Regions from separate parts of the Mus musculus genome. Here regions 2, 3, 4, 5, 6 and 7 are each linked to region 1. A link is a contact called in public promoter capture Hi-C data. All regions are on one chromosome and are shown on one strand. The core of a region is the stretch at or near the end of the contact, and the rest is flanking DNA. Distances in the headings are between cores, read along the strand shown. Region 1 holds the start of Rapgefl1 (Rap guanine nucleotide exchange factor (GEF)-like 1). Region 2 holds the start of Arl4d (ADP-ribosylation factor-like 4D). Region 3 holds the start of Rpl27 (ribosomal protein L27). Region 4 holds the start of Cntd1 (cyclin N-terminal domain containing 1). Region 5 holds the start of Vps25 (vacuolar protein sorting 25). Region 6 holds the start of Ezh1 (enhancer of zeste 1 polycomb repressive complex 2 subunit). Region 7 holds the start of Tubg2 (tubulin, gamma 2).

Region 1 (2,639 bases), core at 92-2,591:
ACTATCCACATGGCCCCACCAAGTGAGGCGCTCCTACACAGCCAGGGACTCCTGTCAGCGGTTTTCAGGCCTCAGCTATGGTCTGGAGGGCAGCGTACAACCTCAGCGGGAAAGCGTCCACCTTAGGGTGTCAGGCCCTAATTTAGGGGCGTGGGAGGAGGTAGGCAGTATCAAGGGCTCGTGGGAGACTGGCTTAAATAGCCGAGAGAGAGGGAGGGTAGTTGAAGGAGAGAGATGGTTTCCCTTCTTCCCCTAGAATGAAGCTAATGTGGGGAGGAAGGTGGGTGCGCATTACCATGCCCCTTCCCCTACATTACTTCGGGCTTCCCCTCATCCTCTACACCAACACTGAGGACAAGAAAAAACAATCAGGGAGCATCCCCCGGGCCAATCCCTCACCTCCCACCCCCAACCCCGTGCTCTCTTGCTCTGGGATGGATGAGCAGGCTTACCTGAGGCGCTGCTGTCCCTGGTGGTCCCTCCAGCCAGGCGCTCCAGAACCCGGTTCAGAAGATGCTCTGGCCGCTCGGGGGCGCCCAGGGGGGCCCAGGGTGGTGAAGCCAGGGGTTCGCCGGGGGATAGCTCATCTGAGGAGTACGAGGAAGGAGAGCGCAGGGGCACCCCAGATCCTATCGGCCCAGGCCCGGGAACCTCCTCTAGCTGCAGCCAACAGGGCCCCCCACTGCCCGGCTCCTCAGAGACCCCTAATGGCTCTCCCCCTTCCTCCTCAACGGGCGGCTCCAGCCCGGGCTCGGTTGGGGGCTCTCGGAGGAAAGCTGGGAGCAGCAGGCGAGACACGCTCTGACGCCGCTGCAGTGGCCGCAGTCCCCCGGCCGGACCGCCGCCCCCACCAGGGCCCCCACCCCCTCCAGGCCCTCCGCAGCAACCCGGACCCCCGCCGGGACCTCCAGTCACCGCTCGCCCCGCCAGCTGAGACGTCTGCTTCTTCAAAAATTTCTCCAGTGGCTTCATGCCCCCCCCCCCGCCCCTCTCTTAGGGGCCGCCGGGGGACCCAGGTGTCCCAGGCGCGGGCGGGGGGAGGCGGGGACACGATGCTCAGAGCCGGGGGAGCAGAGCCGAGGGCCGTGCCAGGCGTCGGACTGCGAGCGAGAGGTGGCCGAGCCTCGCTGGCCAGAGTCCAGTGGCCAGTGGCCGGGGGAGGTGCCAGAGGGAAGAGGAGCTCGCTCTCAGCGGCCCCCCATGCCGGCTGCGGCCGAAGGGTTGGCAGGCTGAGGGGCTGGTGTCCCCGTCTCAGCGCTCCGGGGCCGGGCTGAGGCGACAGAGGCAGCGGGCGGAGCGCAAGGCTGAGGACGCGGCGGCGGCTGCGCTCCTGGCCCCGGGGAAGGTGGCAGAATTGAGACCGCGCCCCCTCCTCCAGTCCCCGCCCCTACCCTGCTTAGGCCCGCCCCCGCCCGGCCGCGCGAGGCTTGAACTTGGGCTCTGGCGCTGACCGCGAGGAAAATTAGGACTTGGGTTTCTGACAGTCGCAGAAGGGCAAAGGCGAGGGAGAGATCTACCAAAGCAGAGGACTCCTGGCTCTTGATTACCGGGTCTCTTTTGAGCATTTCAAATAACCAGGGCATATGTTTGACCTTGGCACGCCTACCTGTGCACAGGTGAGGCTTATAAAGACTGCTGAACTCTTTGCATCTTTCCCACAATTTTATTTGGTCATTATCTTCCACCTGTTGAGAAGGGCTGGGACGGCGTCTTGGGTAAACTGGTATTGGCACTGGGGGCGGTACCCATATTCCTTTCTGATAGGGTTTAGGGGGTGGTGCAGGGCCGCCCTGTAAGGCAAGTACTGGCAAGTAGGAAAGAGCCAGGCAGAGGCCAGCAGGTTGTGGCAGGTCTAATTGGGGTGAAAAGAGATAGTAGACTGAAAGAGACGACCAAAAGCACAAGGGCATCTTAGCCCAGGTGGTAGCGAAGGGAAGCAAGACTGAAGAGATGTGTAAGTCCCCAAACTGCCAACTATCATCCATCACCTAGCACATTAGTGTATATAGCCATAGAATGGGAGAAATATTGCCCTTACTCCTGGTGGCTACGCCAGAGCATTCTGTCTCCCAGGGTACACTCCACTAGGATGGGGCTGTAGAGACAGTGTGAACACATCCAGGCTTGGTATACATGGTGAAGGAGTGGCACCGGGTTCCTGGTGGGCTGGTGTTCCTTGGGCAAAGTCCCACCCCTGTTTACTGTGCCTCAGCAAGGCATGGATGGACAGGAATGCTAAGAGCTGGGAGTGGTGAAACTGACAGGGTGTGTACTACACTTGTGTTGCTGTCGGTGCAAACTCAGTTCCATGTGTGCTAGAGCATGTGTTCACAGAAATAAAGCTCTGCACACCCATCTGGGGATTTGGAGAGGGAACAAAAAAAAAAAAAAAAAGAAAAAGAAAAAGAAAAAGAAAAAAAAAAGCTCCGATTTTGCTATGAAGCTGGATCTGAGCATTGGTTTCCTGGACAGCCTTAATTGGACACTCGGCCTCTCTTAAGGTTGGAAGTAGGAACTGGCCAGAGTGGCTTAGAGCTCCCCAGGTAACCTTTTAGGAACCAAGAAGAGGGGAGGGCTTCTCTTCTGCACATGCCACAGTTACCAGATTAAGCCGGTTGCCTTGGTAACCTCTTCTCTGG
Region 2 (2,639 bases), core at 65-2,564, 2.8 Mb before region 1:
CACGGGAACCCCCCAGGGGCACGCGGATCTTCTCAGTATTAAAGCCCTTGGTGGGGACGCTCTGGACAAACTCCTTGAACTTGAGACGGTAAAGAAGGGAAGTCTTCCCCGCGGAATCCAACCCAATGACGACGACATGCAGGGCCTGGAAGTGCGGCAGAAAGGACGAGGCTGTAGGGGCCATTTCAGTCAAGTGGTTCCCCATGGTGAGCTAGGGTGCAGGGTGGACCTCAGGAGTAGGTCTGGGACTCCAGCAGAGGCCAAGAAGAGGAGACCTTAAAACGGCAGGTAGCACAAGCTGGGGTGTCTAAACAAGGCCAAAAAAGAAACGAGAAAGGTTTAGAATAAACGAATTTGCAACTTTTGGGTCCTTCCCCTAAACCTGCACCCTACCCTTCTAAATATTCCTTTTATTAAAACAAGGTTTGCCCCAGCAGTGGTGGAGCACACCTTTAATCCCAGCACTTGGGAGGCAGAGGCAGGTGGATTTCTGAGTTCGAGGCCAGCCTGGTCTACAGAGTGAGTTCCAGGACAGCCAGGGCTACACAGAGAAACCCTGTCTAGAAAAACAAAAAAGAAAAAAAAAAAGATTTTTAAGTGCCTCTTTTTCCAAAGTAAAGAAAAAATATTTTGTGCGTGTGTGTAAGCCACTCACAGCTTGAGTGTTAAAGTCAGGACAACTTACAAGAGTATGTGGGTCTCAGGAACCAATTAGGGTCCTCATGTTTTAGGGTAGGCGCTTTTAAACCATCTCCAATGCCTTTCTCCTTCCCCTCTTCTTAAAAATAAAAAATAAAAAAAGTAGCTACAGGTGTAACAAGGCGTGCTCCTGTCCCAGGGACTCCTAGGAGAGGCCCTGAGGTCAGAGAAACTCTCGGGCACTAGGATCTTCGAGGGTGCGGATCTTGCAGGCAAGATCCGAAGTAAGGTCGTTTCCCTGCACCCCTCTCCGAGATTGAGAGAAAGCAGAAGCTGTGCTCTCCACTCCCCAGAGGAGAAATCTCGCATGAAGGAGGCGGTCGGGCAGTGTGCCCAAAGTAAGAGCACCGATGTGGGTCGGGCTCCCACAAGCACCGCATACCCACAACGGTGGCACGCCCCTGCGGGCGCTTTGACCACCACCACACGGCCCTGCAACTCTCCAGCCAGCGGTCGACGCCCGCTCCCCTAAGCCCCGCAAGCCGGCGCCTTTGCATGGTCCAGACACCCTCCTTTACCTTCAGCCAGCCGCACTCTCCGCGAGCCACGCCAACCAGACACCGACTCGTCGCGTCTCAGCCACAGCGGACTTTGCAGTGCCGCTGCTCCGGTTCCTCGTTAAAAACCCTCTCGTGACGTCACACGACGCGGCCCAATCAGCGTCCCGGAGGCGGGGACTGAGCCAGCCTCTGCAGCCCCAGCCTGGAAATGGAGAGCTCGTTCTATCCGGAACCGCTTTATTTTAATCTTTTCTACCTTATTCAGTATTTGGAACAGAGCCTGGAACTCATTAGGGCTGGGAGGTGGGACAGACTAAAGGAACAGGCGTGGCTGCGCCTGACGAGAGCATGGAACGGAATGTCTAATAATGACACTACCCCATCCACTTGCCCTCAATCCGGCTGCCCCCCCCCCATACTTTCCTTCCACCTAAAGATCTGCTCGAAGAGATTCTGACATGTTTTCGTATCTTACCTCATTCAGTAGTACTCATTCAAGTCACTGTCTTCATCTAGTTTGCAAAGCAGTATTTACCTGGAGCTCTGATACAGCTGATTCATAATACTAAGCCCATTTAATGTATATAGGAGTACGGGGACGCTGACACACCAGAAGAGGGCATCGGATCCCCTTACAGATGGTTGTGAGCCACCATGTGGTTGCTGGGAAATGGATTCAGGACCTCTGCAAGGGCAGCAGTGCTCAGTGTCAGTTAAGCCAGTGGGTCAGTATATGCCCATGTGTTCAGTAGGAAATGTCAGATCTCCTGGAACCAGAATTAGAGACAGTGGTGACTGCCTCATATGGGTGCTGGGAACCGAACCTGGGTCCGCTGGAAGAGTAATAAGTGCTCTTAACCACTGAGCCATTGCTTCAAGGGATAAGGGGGTGGGGGGAGTATTTTTTGAGACAGGGTCTTTCTATATAACCCTAGCTATCCTGGAACTCACTATGTAGACTAGGGTGGCCTCATACACAAAATAATCCACCTGCCTCTGCCTTTAAGATTAAAGGCATGAAACCAGGCAGTGGTAGTGCATGCCTTTAATCTTGGGAGGCAGTGGCAGGCAGATTTCTGTGTTCGAGGCCATCCTGATCTACAGAGTGAGTTCCAGTACAGCCAGGGCCACACAGAGAAACCATCTCGGGAAAAAAAAAGGAAAAAAAAGGATTAAAGGCATGAGCCATCATATCCAGCTATATTTGGTTTTTTTGTGTGTGTGTTTTGAGATAGGAATCTCATTATGTAGCTCAGGCTATCCTGGACATCCTAACAATCTTTGGGCCTCAGCTTCCTGCATATAGAGCATGGAGGACCCCATTACCTCACAGTAGCATGTTAGGGACTGTTGTCTGTTTCTTACAGGTACAGAAAGCTGCAGATGGATAAAAGACTTAGTTATGATCACATTTAGGTCATATGTGGCTGAGCAAGATCT
Region 3 (2,639 bases), core at 56-2,555, 2.6 Mb before region 1:
CCACCAGGGCATGGCTGTAAGGGCGGTCCGAGGTGCCATCGTCAATGTTCTAGACGAGAAAAGGGAAAAAGAAAAGTCACGTTACTGCTTCGGCCCCATCTTAGTAAAACTATGTTTACTGAATACACCCTCCACATCTCTAGATTACTCCTTTAATGCTAAGAGTCAACAGGACAGTAACTCTGAGTTAGCCAGTGTTGACTCCTGTCACAAGGAGATTTAGAAGTCCATCAAGGCTAACACTCAAAGTGACCCCTAACACCTTCCCCCATGAAGCTAGTTAAGGTTAAAGCCCAGACTGCAAAGCGGGCAGCCTAACTAACCGGTTCTAGCTAAATGACAGGAGCAGGAAGCTGGAGAGGCCAGTGGTCTTGTGGCTAGGACCACAAGGGTTTATAAAACTGGTAAGAGGCAAGTAGCAAAACGCTCAAACACACCCAGGGGATGCTCTCTAAGTGTAAGTAGTGTCTCCCATCCTACATCCTCTCAGCTGCCTGCAGCACCCATTACTTTGACCTTAAGTAACTTAACACCTCGAAACCTTAGTGCCGGAAATTAAGTTACTGCAAGAACTATACACCACAGCTGTAATATGTACAATACACAGTGGCCACCATTACTACCCATTATGCATTCGCCAGTGCCTATTGTTAGGACAGATCTTAAATTCCCATCCGGCTCATCTTATCCAGCAGCCGAAATCCGCACATGCAAGCAGTCTCAAGAGCCCCGGGGGTCTGGTACCTTCACGATGACGGCTTTGCGTCCGGAGTAGCGTCCGGCCAGGACCAGCACCACTTTCCCGGGTTTCATGAACTTGCCCATCTCTGCAGAGACAAAGACAAGGAAGGAGCCGCTCACAAGTGTGTAAAGCGGAAGGCCCCGGAGCCGACGTCTACCTGCGAGCCCCGGTCGTAGGCCCGCGACTTTAGATCACCCGCTGCCGACTCCGCCACGCGGCCCGGAGGTCCTGCTCGAGGGATGCGACTCCCCGTGAAGCCGCCAGAGGCTCAGAGTCCGAATGAGCCCAGCAACCCGACCCCGGGACCGCGATGGCGGCGGATTGCAAGACCCTCTCCAGGCCTTTACTCACCGACAGCAGGCAGCCGGCACCCAGCAGAAAGGAAAGGAGGGCACTTCCGCTAACCTTTCACCTTACGGAGAGGTGGCTTCACTTCCTGTCCCGCCTCCCAGGCCCAGCCATGCCCCACGGTTGGTGGTCAAAGTTGTTGGCGGAAGGAGCTCGTCAGGGAGGGTCGGGCACTGCGTTTTTGAACCAAGCTTTATTAGCAGCACGAGCAGCAGACAGGAACAGAGCGTTCCGGTTCCGGCGTGTGGAGGGAGGAGCGAGGATGACACCTGAATGTGAGCTCTGTTCTGTCCCCTTCATTGCTGTAGTCCCCTACTCTGCCACTAGGAGGAGGACAGAGTCTGAAATTCACAGTTTTGCTTTGTAAGACCGGGCTTTGCGGGGGTGTGTGTGTGGGGGGGTGTGGGTGTGTGTGTGTGTGTCAGTGGTGGGCGGGGGTGTGTTTGTGTGTGTGTGTGCTGCATAAACCTGTAATCCCATCGTTTGAGGGGCTGAGACAAGAGTTCCAGTTCTAGTCCAACGTAGGTTACATAGACTCTGTCTTCCATAGGTAAATAAATTACAATTTATTTTAATTTAAATAATTTAAAATTATTATCCATAAGAAACAAAATGACAGCCGGGCGTGGTGGCGCACGCCTTTAATCCCAGCACTTGGGAGGCAGAGGCAGGCGGATTTCTGAGTTCGAGGCCAGCCAGGTCTACAAAGTGAGTTCCAGGACAGCCAGGGCTATAAAGAGAAACCCTGTCTCGAAAAACCAAAAAAAAAAAAAAAAAAAAAAAAAGAAACAAAATGACCTCCTCGCGCACAGTTAGATGAAAAATGAAAAATGGAAAAGATCAGACAGTATCCTTATCTCCAACATTCAACCCGATGATGTCAGATATTGACTACAATAAGCATGTGGTACTCCTAGCTTTTAAAATATATTTTTAAATTAAAATATATATTATATATTTGTATATATATATATATATATATATATATATATATATATACACACATATATGTTGAGATTTAGATTTTGTTTTGTTTTGTTTGGTTTGGTTTTTTTTTTGAGACAGGGTTTCTTTGTGTAGCCCTGGCTGTCCTGGAACTCACTCTGTAGACCAGGCTGGCCTCGATAGATTTATTTTTATTTTTTTGTATGAGTATTTTGCTTTTTTGCCTGCATGTATGTATATGCACCAAGATGAGTGTCTATTCTCCAAGGAGGTCAGAGGAAAATGTTGGATGCCCTGGAACTGGTTTTACAGATGATTGTGAGTCACTGTGTGGGTGCTGGGAATTGAGCCTGGGTTCTCTGCAGATCTTCTGCAAGAGCAGAAACTGCTCTAAGTACCATCATCTCTCCAGCCCCTATTTATTATTACTTCAATATTTTTCAGTTCATTTTTTTTTTTTTTAAAGATTTATTTATTATTTTATGTAAGTACACTGTAGCTGTCTTCAGACACACCAGAAGAGGGAGTCAGATCTTGTTACAGATGGTTGTGAGCCACCATGTGGTTGCTGGGATTTGAACTCTGGACCTTCGGAAGAGCAGTC
Region 4 (2,639 bases), core at 59-2,558, 2.4 Mb before region 1:
CAGAGATGGCTTAGCAGTTAAGAGCACTGGCAGGTCTTCCAGAAAACCTGGGTTCAATTCCCAGCACCCACATCAGGTGGCTCACAACTGCCTATAATTCTCAATTCTTCTTTTTTCCTGCTAAAACAAGTATAAAGTTCTCTCCCCTGACAGACATTCAGACCTCTGCTTGGAATGTCTCCAAACTACTTTCCTGGCCTTACTCTCTATTGCTTCTCCATATGCTCTGGTCAACCTGGACAACTAAACCCTCCGCTCCCAGCCTCCCTCTTGTTTTCCCAAGTTTTATTCATGGTATCATTCAATCCCTGGACCTCATCTTACCACTCCTTTAAATTCTCATAGTAGCTTGTATTCTCTGTGTCAATCACTCTAACCGTTATTTGTATCCACTTGCTCATATGTTAACAATTCCCACCTAAAGACTACATAGTTTGAGAGCAATGGCTAGATTGCAGTTCCCTCTTTCTATACCAGGCAATGTAAATGATAAGCACTCTAAACACGTTTATGGAAAGAAGAGTAAAGGGGGCTGGTGGTGGAGAGATGGCTCAAGCAGTTAGAAGCACTGGCTACCCTTCTAGAGGACCAGGGTTCAATTCCCAGCACCCATATGGCAGCTCACAGCTGTCTATAACCTCAGTTTCAGGTGATTGGATACCCTCATACAGACATACATTAATTTTAAAAGGGGGGGGACTCCCCATGATGCCGTGTGCTTTTAATCCCAGCATCTGGGAGTCAGAACATCTGTCAATTCCAGGCCAGCCTAAGCTACAGAGAGTGTTCCAGGTCATGACTCCACAGTGAGACTTTGTCTTTAAAAATAAAAATAAAAAAAGGCACGTGGGGAGTGGTGCAGGGAAGTGGGGGTTAAGAAATAAAAAAAAGAGTGCTAGTAAGCCTCGTTCATCGCTTATAAGCCCCACGACCTCGCACAACAAGAGTACTAGCAAAATATTTGAGTGAAAAACAAAGATCAACGCTCCCCTGCCTCCCGTAAACCTGACTCCCCACTCTGCATCCACACCCACGATCCGGGTCTCCCTGAAGCTGCCCGTCCGTCCCGCAGCCTCCTTCACGGCTTGCTCGTTCTGCTGGGCCAAGTGAAGCAGGGCGTTTTCGATAGTCTCTGTGGTAACCACTCCGAACTGAAAGTCACTACAGTTCACCAGCCTGGGCCTCAAGGGTCCTTCCATATTCATAAGTCTTTCGGAGTACTTGGACAGTTTACGGGATCCATAAACTGGCCTCCTTAGCTTATTTCCAGAATCTTCTGCCACACCTTGGATTCTTCCTTCCCTTTCTATATGTTTGCCCTCGCTTCGAATCTGAGAAAAAACATAATGTCCACCACGGCTTCGAACGGTCAACAGCTTTTCGCGCCCCAACTGACACAGAGAGCTCAGCCAATCAGAAAGCAGGGCGCTTTTCACCTTTCCTGTCCCTCCTCTAGGGCGGAGAGACCCTGCCTCTACCCAGAAAACTCCACGTGGACTACAGCTCCCAGAGTTCCTTGCTGAAGTCAAAGACTACAATTCCTGGCGAGTTCCGGGCTTGACGGCTTAGGGCGGAGCAGCAACATGGCGGCCCCTGGAGCTGGTGACCCTCTGAATGCTAAGAATGGAAATGCTCCATTCGCTCAGCGCATCGACCCGTCGCGGGAGAAATTGACCCCAGCGCAGTTGCAGTTTATGCGGCAGGTGCAACTTGCCCAGTGGCAGAAAACACTGCCACAGCGGCGGACCCGGAACATCATGACCGGCCTGGGCATCGGGGCCCTGGTGTTAGCTATTTGTATCCGTCCTGGCTATACCGCATATGGGGTTAGGGAAAAGGGAACAAGACGTGTAGCTTTTAATGTGCGGGCAAATGAGGTTCATGCCTAATCTTACTATATATACGCAGCGCGTATTGGCTTAGTAATAACAATTGGTTAAGGGTTCAAAAGGAGCAAAAGGGTGGCAATCCAAAATCATTAATTTGGGAAAACAGCAAGGGTGGCTAGACGAAAGGAATGCCCATGTGCTTTGTGGTTTCCTGAACCCACTCCGTCAGATGGTTACACCTTCTACTCGGTGGCCCAAGAGCGTTTCCTTGATGAGCTGGAAGATGAAGCCAAAGCTGCCCGAGCCCGTGCTCTTGAGAGAGAGCGAGCTTCGGGACCCTAACTGTATGGACCATCTTCAAACTGCTGGATCCCCTGTATATGTTGAATGATGCCTGGTGGTCTTACAGCATCACTGGCACACTAACGTCGGACTGTGTGATTGAGCCCAAGAAGCCAGAGACTATGCATTTGGCCGCTGCCAAGGGGGGGATTGCTCACTTCACGTGCAGTTTGTCCAGTTACTCAGCCCTTTTTATTTCCTTGTTTGAGAGGTATGCAACCTTGCCTTTACCCAAACTTTGTGGTTTACCCCTTCACCTCCCAGGGGCCCCGACTCTTAAGGGGGAGGGTGTGGCTTAACTGCAGCGTTGGAACCTTAAAGTGGGAAAGATAGGGTCAAGTTAAAGTAATAAAATGAGTCATGTCTCCCGAAGCCAAGCTAGTGTGTGGGGGCAGAGAGACATATGGCACTTCACGCTGGAAAGCTCCCTGGCACTAGCTGCAGCGGTGGCATTGCCCCAGGGAGCTG
Region 5 (2,639 bases), core at 46-2,545, 2.4 Mb before region 1:
CCCACCTTTCTTTCTCAGTTCTTCTAATACAATCTGAATTGACTCCACAGGAAGTTTCCCTGGCTTAAGGTTAAGGGAATGGCCTACATGTAAATTAGGTTAAATAAAACATTTTCGGAGTTCGGCCCACGATAAAGAATGATCTAGCCCCCTCCTTTCCCTGCCATACATACATGCAATTTTTGAAGAAGATATGTTTGCATTTCCTCAATATTCTGGAAAAGGAGGTAAAAAGAAACTTCCAGTTAGAAGGAAGAACTAGCAAAGTGTGTTACAGGCCTGTAATACCAGCTCTTATGGGATGGACACAGGAGAATCACCAGTCCAAGGCTGGGCTGGGCTATAGAGATCAGGTCTCAAATAAAAGGCAAGAGTTTTAGAAAATAAAGGGTGTTACCCTTTACTTCATTCTCTGTGCCTTTTTCTCCACAAATTTTACCTATGAATCAGAGAGCAAAAATAAATGACCCTCACTTCCTGGGAGAGGTGGGGCAAGTCAAAAAAATTATTAAAGATGGTTTGGGATTTGAGGCTCACAGAGAGGAGATTCAAATAGTTTTAAAGGGTCCAGTGTGTAAAGCTTGGGACTTAAAGACCCCAGCACTCATTAACTAGGGTAAAGGGAGCTTGCACTGCCTGCAAAAGTGCATATAAAATGATTATCTGCCATTTAGTTTTGCTGTTTCCCAAGTCCAGGTTGAATAGAAGCCTGCCTACTGTGGGTAAAGGGAGGTGGGGAGATGCAGTCTGGGCATGTAGAAAAGTGTGGGAGTGCGTGTGTGTGGGGGCTGGGGGTGGGCTATGGAAGAGCCTGAGGGAGGATACGCTGTAGCTTGACGTTGTTGAAAAGCGGGCTCTCCTGGGCTTCCATCACCGTCATGCTGGACTGTTTGTGCAGGCGGCAGAAGGACAGAACCAGAGAGCACCAGGCGGCCAGCTGCTTCTGCCGGGTGTCCACGTTCGGCTGTAACCTGCCGGGCGAAGGGAGCAGGACGAGGAATTAAAGCGTGGAAGAGGGCGGCAGCAGCACCAGCCTAGCAGCACGTTAGGGGGAGACAGTGACGGGCTGGCTGGACAGGAAGGCGGCCGGCAGCTCCCGTCTCCCCCGGAACCCCAAGTGAATCATCAGGGCTGAGCCCTGGGCCCCGGGGACGGGAGGGAGCTACACTGGGCTTCTCAGGGTCTGAGCCTCACGTAAAGAAGGGCGGGAAGCGGTACTGCCACGGCCACTCGAAACTCATCGCCATCGTAGTAGCCCAGAAAACCCGGAACCGACAAGGGGCTTCCGGTCTCCGCCTCAGCATGTCCGGGCTGACAGCACAGCAGAAAGGTTCCGGACTCCTCTCGGGAGGCGCCGCAGTGGGATGGGAACGGTTCTTGTCACCAATCTGCTGCTGTCTAAAGAAAAACTTCAACATGAAGCGCAGGAGTTCTGGGTCTTGTCGCTTAAACAGAGGGAAACGGGGGCGGGGGGGGGGGGGGGGGACGACGACACGTAGTTTCCCTCTGCAAATTGCGAGGTCAGCCGAACGCAAGTTAGAATCCACATCTGGAGGCTTCACCTTCGTGTCGGTTGCCAATTTAAACTCATGATGCCGAAATTTCCTGCATTCCCACCCAGGTTGACTTCACTCTTAAATTTCCTGTAGGATCATGGGAGCATATTGTGTGGTTTGCATCGCTATACGCGATTTTCAAAGAATCAAAACTTATTGCTTTTTTCAAAGAATCAAAACTAACGTTTAGCTCTTAACCTCTTCCTTTCTAGACCCCAGACTTGGAATCCCTTTGGCTTCATCTGACTCATACCCAGCCTACACTAGTCAGATCTGTCCCTTTGCCTGCCTAAACTACGGGTCAGTTCCCAAACCAGAATTACTGTTTCCATTCTCCCAACAGTACTTCCACTGCTGAGCTGTGGAAAATTGCTGAAGACCAACCAGAACATGTTTACTGAGTCCCGGGCTCGCTGACTAATCTCACTACTGGACTCTCAGGGGAGCCTTGTTGGATCTAGAAATACAAGTTTGGGAGTCTTCTGACCTGACATGCAATATGAACCCATTTAAGGGATAAGAGCACTAAACAAAAGGTGTATTGAAAAGAAGGCTGACCTTGGGCTGCTAGGAGATGCTCACCTTTAAAGAGCGAGAAGAAGCTGGGCTGTTTTCATTGATTCCCTGTTATCCTCATTCAAAATAGTCCGCCTGTGTCTATCTTTCTGTTCCCTGAAGAATTATTGTGAGAATCCCTTAATCTCTCTCTGTCACAATGTTTAATTCATAGCTCCAAAGCTCCTCCCCATTTTTTCTTCCTTTGCCTTTTGAACTCAAAACTGCCATTCTTCCTTTACAAGTAACGTGTTGCCTCAATTTTTCAATTTCTTTCCGGATATCACTATCATCATGCCTCCCTCCCTTTCTGTGTAGCTCACTTTATTTCTATTTAAAAGTAATGTTAGGGCTGGTGAGATGGCTCAGCAGGTAAAGAGCACTGACTGCTCTTCTGAAGGTCCTGAGTTCAAATCCCAGCAGCCACATGGTGGCTCACAATCACTCGTAATGAGATCTGACGCCCTCTTCTGGTGTGTCTGAAGACAGCTACAGTGTACTCATATACATACATAAACAAATAAATCT
Region 6 (2,639 bases), core at 55-2,554, 2.4 Mb before region 1:
AACTGAAGGGTTGCTGGGAGAACTTGGAGGCCAGGTCCACTTTGATATGTAAAATATGCACCTCAGTCCCTTTTCTGCAGACACCTGCCTCTGCCTCTGCCTCCAAAGTGCTGGGATTAAAGATGTGTGCCACCACTATACCTACCTCCAAAGTTTTTGATAAAAGGAAAAGAATAGTGGAGGCTGGAGAGATGGTACAGTGGATAAGAACAAAGGCGACTTTAAAAAGGACCAAGATTTGATCTTCAGCACCTACATGGTACCTCACTACGGTTAGCAACTCCAGTCCCAGGGGATCTGATGGCCTCTTTTGGCCTCCAAGTATGCCCACAAACACATGGTACAGATACATACACCCAGGCACACACACACACACACACACACACACACACACACACACTAAAACAAACAAATGCATCGTTAAAAAATAACTAAAAGTCCGGGGAGTGGTGGTGCATGCCTTTAATCCCAGCACTTGGGAGGCAGAGGCAGGCAGATTTCCGAGTTTGAGGCCAGCCTGGTCTACAAAATGAGTTCCAGGACAGCCAGTGCTACACAGAGAAACCCTGTCTCGAAAAAAACAAAAACAAAACGAAAACGAAAAACCACCCCCCCCAAAAAAACAAAAAACCAAAACCAAAAACCACCATAGCATGTATTAAAACACACATACGCAAATAAATAAATAATAAAATATTTTGAAAAAAAGAACCTGTTCGTTTCTGATGATGGATATTTCTTGCCTCTATAGTTACTATTCCCTTTTTGTAATATTAAGTATCTTGTGGAGAGGTTTAAAAAATATTCTCGAGGGCTGGAGAGATGGCTCAGCGGTTAAGAGCGCCGACTGCTTTTCTGAAGGTCGTGAGTTCAAATCCCAGCAACCACATGATGGCTCACAACCATCCGTAATGATATCTGATGCCCTCTTCTGGGGTGTCTGAAGACAGCTACAGTGTACTTACATATAATAAATAAATAAATAAATATTAAAACAATATTCTCAAGCCGGGCGTGGTGGCGCACACCTTTGATCCCAGCACTTGGGAGGCAGAGGCAGGCTGTCTTCCAAAATTTGACTTGTAAGTTGTCTAAACACGGTTGGCAATGGTGCGCTGCTGAATAAAGTCTTCAAGAAGAGATCTGTGGCTCCAGGATGACTTTTCTCTGACAGCGCCACCTAGGAAAGTGTCGGACTAGAGCTACATCACCTTAGCGAAAACACACACCTGCGAAGACCGCAGCCCAGGTGATCCACCCTCAGAGTGCGCACGCGCACGGAGGGGAGGCGCGGGGCGTGGCCGCGGCGCAGGGGCGTGGCCGTAGCGCGCAGGCGTCCTAGTGGCGGGTGGCTGCGTCTCAGGATGGAGGGTGAGTGAGTAAACAAGACGGGGCTGGGCGGTGGGGCCGGGCCTGGGCTTGGCGTGACGCTTGAACCTCAGGGCTGGGGAGGCGAAGAAATGAGGAAACTGAGGGCCACACCATTGCCTGACCCGGGGTAGCGCGAAGCCTGTCGTCCCGAGTGTGGTGGGACCCGGGGCGACAGCGCGTGCGAGCTGCGGGGGGCCGCGTGGCGGAGGGGGCGCGGCGGGGGCGGACCCGGCTGGTGGCCCGTGCCAACGTGGGTGGGCCTTGGCGTCTGCCAGGGGACCCTGACTCTTGTAAGCGGGAGGGCCAGAGGCCCGGGTGGCTCGGGCTCGCAGAGGCTTTGAGTGATGTTGAGGAAGGGGTGGCCAGGCCGAGATGCCCGCCAAGTGTGAGAGGTTCTTAAGACGCCCAAGTGTCAGGGTCGAGATTCCCGGGGTCGCGCGGCACCTCCTCAACATTTTGCTCCCGGACCTTGTCGCTGGTCTAACTCGCCTCACTTTAGTTCCGGGTTTGAGTGAGGATTTGTCTTCAAACTGTGACTGTCTCTCCCGTCCCCAGAATTCCCAGAAACGATATGTAAATGAACGCATCCCGAAGTAAAAGGGAAGGTGCTATATTTGGGACATAACTTGTCAGGAAGTAGATGTGAGACAAAGCTTTAAGAGAATTTTTTTTGGGGGCGTGTTTCGAGACAGGGTTTCTCTGTGTAGCCTGACTGTCCTGGAACTCACTCTGTAGACCAGGCTGGCCTCGAACTCAGAAATCCGCCTGCCTCTGACTCCCAGTGCTGGGATTAAAGGAGTGCACCACCACGCCTGGCGAGAATTGTTAAGATTTAGTTGTTTGGGTTTTTGTTGTTGTTGTTGTTGTTTGTTTGTTTGTTTTTAATGTGTGTGCACTCTATGTATGGATGGTTCCAGGGACATCGAATCCCTTGGTACTAGAGTTAAGGATGCTTACATACCACCATGTGGGAGCAGGGAACTGAGCCAGTCCTTGTTGTTTGCAAGAGCAACAAGTGTTCTTAACCGCTGAGCAGGCTTTTCACCATGTGGGACGAGCTTACTTTGGTCAAAGTGACCACTGAGATGATGTAGGTGGTGGGGCACAAGGAAGAGAATGGAAATAGATTAGATGGAGGTTAGTGTTGGAGGTGTGGGTAAACTGATTAGCCAAAGTATGGAACCTATGCCTTGGGAAACAGAGCCAAGGATCACAAAGAATTGGATATGTACAGGGAGGACATTGAAAATGTAGAGACTTTTGGGGTA
Region 7 (2,639 bases), core at 78-2,577, 2.3 Mb before region 1:
TTTTTTTTTAAAGATTTATTTATTATTATATGTAAATACACTGTAGCTGTCTTCAGACACACCAGAAGAGGGAGTCAGATCTTGTTAGGGATGGTTGTGAGCCACCATGTGGTTGCTGGGATTTGAACTCTGGACCTTCAGAAGAGCAGTCGGGTGCTCCTACCCACTGAGCCATCTCACCAGCCCCCGTCTCTTTATTTCTTGCAAGTCTAACCTGGACGGATCCCCAGACTGGCTTGAGCCTTTCCTTATCCTAGGCTAGGATTACCAAGGAACTCTAGGAGTGACACCTGGGAGAATCCTCTGCCCCAGTTGTTGCCAGCTCCTCCGCCATGCTCCGACAGGTAGATGTTCTCCGGGTTGTAGAGCTTAGCATAGGAGGAGTTGAGGATGGAATGGATCACCCGGGGCTCCAGGTCCAGCAGCACAGCCCGGGGGATGTAGTGCTCATCATCTGCCTGTCAGAGGTAAGCCAGGATGGGTCAAGTCCTGAAGCCTCCCAACTCTGGCTCCTGCAGGCCCTCCCTTAAGATAGCCACTCTGTTCCCATCCATCCACTCAGAGAGTTTCCCAGCACCAGATCGCGCTGCCAGTCCCTTCAGGTCCCCATGGTCCTGGTCAAGTCACTGGGGGGGAGGGGCGGGGGGCACCTGGTAGAAAAAGACATCCTTTCGGTCAGTGCCCTCGGTGGCGAACTCCTCTACGATGCCCTCGGGGCTGATTCCATGTTCAGCACACAGCTGTTTCCAGAACTCGAACCCAACTGGGGGAGGAGGAAGAGGCCCAAGTCTGCTACAGCTTTAAGGCCTGAGGAGCCCAGGCTCAGAGGCTATTACATTCCAGAAGGTGACCCAAGACACCTGGGTCTGGAAGTTGTCACAGCCCAGGGCTAAGGAGGCAGCTCTTGCCTGGATCATCATGCGCAATAGAAAAGGTGGATCATGGGAAGGACAAAGGGGATTGATGGGTACCAGGCACTTGAGTGCAGCCTGAGGGATTGAACCAGAGGGATAGAAGCGGGGCACCGTGGTCGCTTGCTCACTCTGGTTGCCGCACTGGCCCAGCTGCAGGGTGATGATCTCCCGGGGCATCGCCGATCAGACCTAGCTCGTCCGCCCCGGCCTGGCGGCGGGGGTCACGACTGAGAGGAACTCCTGCCAGCCGGAGGCGCAGGACATGGGGAACGCGCTGTCGACTGATGTTTTGACGCGGGCGCTGGGTCTGCGCGTGTGCAGTGTGGGCCTCTCCGCAGCCGGCGGGCGGCAGAGCCCATCCTGGGCATCATTTTCTCTCTTAGCAATTGCAGCTGGAATTCAGCACAGGCGCAGAGCGAGGCCACGCTTCCTGTCACTATGTGCGCTTGCGCACGGTAACATTTGGCCAGCCGAGGATCCCCAGGGGTGTGGGGGAGGGAAGGGAGAAGTGGCCAGGTGGATGCACCAAGTGTGGGAGTCACCTGCCTACACCTGCCGGATATGCTAAATTGAGGGGCTACATTTAAGCCAACTCTTTTCAAGTGAGCATGCAAGGGAAGTGCTACTATATGTGGGTGTACATGTATGTGTGTTTACATATATTCTTTTTTTTTTTTTCTTTTTGGTTTTTCAAGACAGGTTTCTCTGTGTAGCCTTGTCTGTCCTGGAACTCACTCTATAGACCAGACTGCCTCAAACTCATAGATCTGCCTACCTCAGCCTCCCGAGTGCTGGGATTAAAAGCGTTCAGCTATTTTCATATTCTTACACTATGAAAAATACAAAGTTTGTCAGCTGGGACCAGGTGTGGTGGCTCGTGCCTTTAATCCCCAGCACTTGGGAGACAGTGGGAGGCAGATCTCTGTGAGTTCTAGGTCATCCTGTTTAGTGAATATCAGGCCAGCTGGAGCTACATAGTGAGACCCTGGGTAATAAAATAAGTCATCTCAGGCTGGCAGGTGTCATAAAGGCCCTTACTGCCAAGCCTGACCACATCGGAGTTTGATTGCAGGGTCCTCATGGTGGAAATAAGGAATCAAGAACGAACTCCTGGATTATCCTTTGACCTCTCTATATGCGTACTCTTGGAGTATGCAAACCTGCAAGGAATAAATAAATAAATGTAATTAGAAAGTACGTCCAGACACTGGTTTAAGTTCGGGGACCCCAGTGGAGAAATCAGGGCAAGGACTGAAGGAGGCTGAAGGGATTTGCAGCCCCATAGGAAGAACAACAGTATCAACCAAACAGAACCCCCTCCCCCAAAGCTCCCAAGGACTAAATCACTAACCAAAGAGAACACATTGGGGGACCCATGGCATAGCTGGATATGTAGCAGAGGATGGCCTTGTTATACATCAATGGGAGGGGAGCCCCTTGGTCCTGTGGAGGCTCAATGGTCCAGGGTAGGGGAATGACAGAGTGCTGAGGCAGGAGTGGGTAGGTGGGTGGGGGAGCACCCTCATAGAGGCAGGGGGAAGAGGAAAGGGGATAGGGAGTTTGTGGAGGGGAAACTGGGAGGGGGGATAACATTTGAAATGTCAATAAAATAACCAATAAAAATGAAAATATAGGGGCTGGAGAGATGGCTCAGTGGTTAAGAGCACTGACTGCTCTTCTGAAGGTCCTGAGTTCAAATCCCAGCAACCACATGGTGGCTCACAA

What was found. Promoter capture Hi-C pulls out the DNA fragments that hold promoters and counts their contacts.
Region 2: a promoter capture Hi-C map of hippocampal neurons shows a contact between it and region 1, with 2.4 times the contacts expected there. The contact joins the promoter of Arl4d here to the promoter of Rapgefl1 in region 1. A contact is called at or near these places in 2 of 39 promoter capture datasets (hippocampal neurons and pre-B cells).
Region 3: a promoter capture Hi-C map of stem cell-derived epiblast-like cells shows a contact between it and region 1, with 3 times the contacts expected there. The contact joins the promoter of Rpl27 here to the promoter of Rapgefl1 in region 1.
Region 4: a contact with region 1 is called in a promoter capture Hi-C map of hippocampal neurons, with 7 times the contacts expected there. The contact joins the promoter of Cntd1 here to the promoter of Rapgefl1 in region 1. A contact is called at or near these places in 2 of 39 promoter capture datasets (hippocampal neurons and liver).
Region 5: a contact with region 1 is called in a promoter capture Hi-C map of hippocampal neurons, with 8 times the contacts expected there. The contact joins the promoter of Vps25 here to the promoter of Rapgefl1 in region 1. A contact is called at or near these places in 2 of 39 promoter capture datasets (hippocampal neurons and pre-B cells).
Region 6: a contact with region 1 is called in a promoter capture Hi-C map of hippocampal neurons, with 5 times the contacts expected there. The contact joins the promoter of Ezh1 here to the promoter of Rapgefl1 in region 1. A contact is called at or near these places in 3 of 39 promoter capture datasets (embryonic stem cells, hippocampal neurons and liver).
Region 7: a promoter capture Hi-C map of hippocampal neurons shows a contact between it and region 1, with 8 times the contacts expected there. The contact joins the promoter of Tubg2 here to the promoter of Rapgefl1 in region 1. A contact is called at or near these places in 2 of 39 promoter capture datasets (hippocampal neurons and liver).

Annotation. Positions count from the first base shown.
Region 1 is chr11:98,835,487-98,838,125 of GRCm38.p6, reverse strand. It overlaps Rapgefl1 (Rap guanine nucleotide exchange factor (GEF)-like 1), which reads right to left and starts at 1,341. Exons shown (of 15, transcript NM_001080925.1): 1 at 453-1,341. The coding sequence starts at 972.
Region 2 is chr11:101,664,216-101,666,854 of GRCm38.p6, reverse strand. It overlaps Arl4d (ADP-ribosylation factor-like 4D), which reads right to left and starts at 1,314. Exons shown (of 2, transcript NM_025404.3): 1 at 1,218-1,314; 2 at 1-307. The coding sequence starts at 205.
Region 3 is chr11:101,440,911-101,443,549 of GRCm38.p6, reverse strand. Rpl27 (ribosomal protein L27) reads right to left here and starts at 1,305. Exons shown (of 5, transcript NM_011289.3): 1 at 1,094-1,305; 2 at 745-827; 3 at 1-49. The coding sequence starts at 825.
Region 4 is chr11:101,277,872-101,280,510 of GRCm38.p6, reverse strand. It overlaps Cntd1 (cyclin N-terminal domain containing 1), which reads right to left and starts at 1,308. Exons shown (of 7, transcript NM_026562.2): 1 at 1,031-1,308. The coding sequence starts at 1,205. It overlaps Coa3 (cytochrome C oxidase assembly factor 3), which reads left to right and starts at 1,563. Exons shown (of 2, transcript NM_026618.2): 1 at 1,563-1,797; 2 at 2,059-2,541. The coding sequence starts at 1,584. The coding sequence ends at 2,171.
Region 5 is chr11:101,252,363-101,255,001 of GRCm38.p6, reverse strand. It overlaps Vps25 (vacuolar protein sorting 25), which reads right to left and starts at 1,295. Exons shown (of 6, transcript NM_026776.5): 1 at 1,195-1,295; 2 at 826-971; 3 at 6-59. The coding sequence starts at 1,247.
Region 6 is chr11:101,225,128-101,227,766 of GRCm38.p6, reverse strand. It overlaps Ezh1 (enhancer of zeste 1 polycomb repressive complex 2 subunit), which reads left to right and starts at 1,304. Exons shown (of 21, transcript NM_007970.3): 1 at 1,304-1,371.
Region 7 is chr11:101,154,572-101,157,210 of GRCm38.p6, reverse strand. It overlaps Tubg2 (tubulin, gamma 2), which reads right to left and starts at 1,327. Exons shown (of 11, transcript NM_134028.2): 1 at 1,043-1,327; 2 at 651-763; 3 at 291-458. The coding sequence starts at 1,091.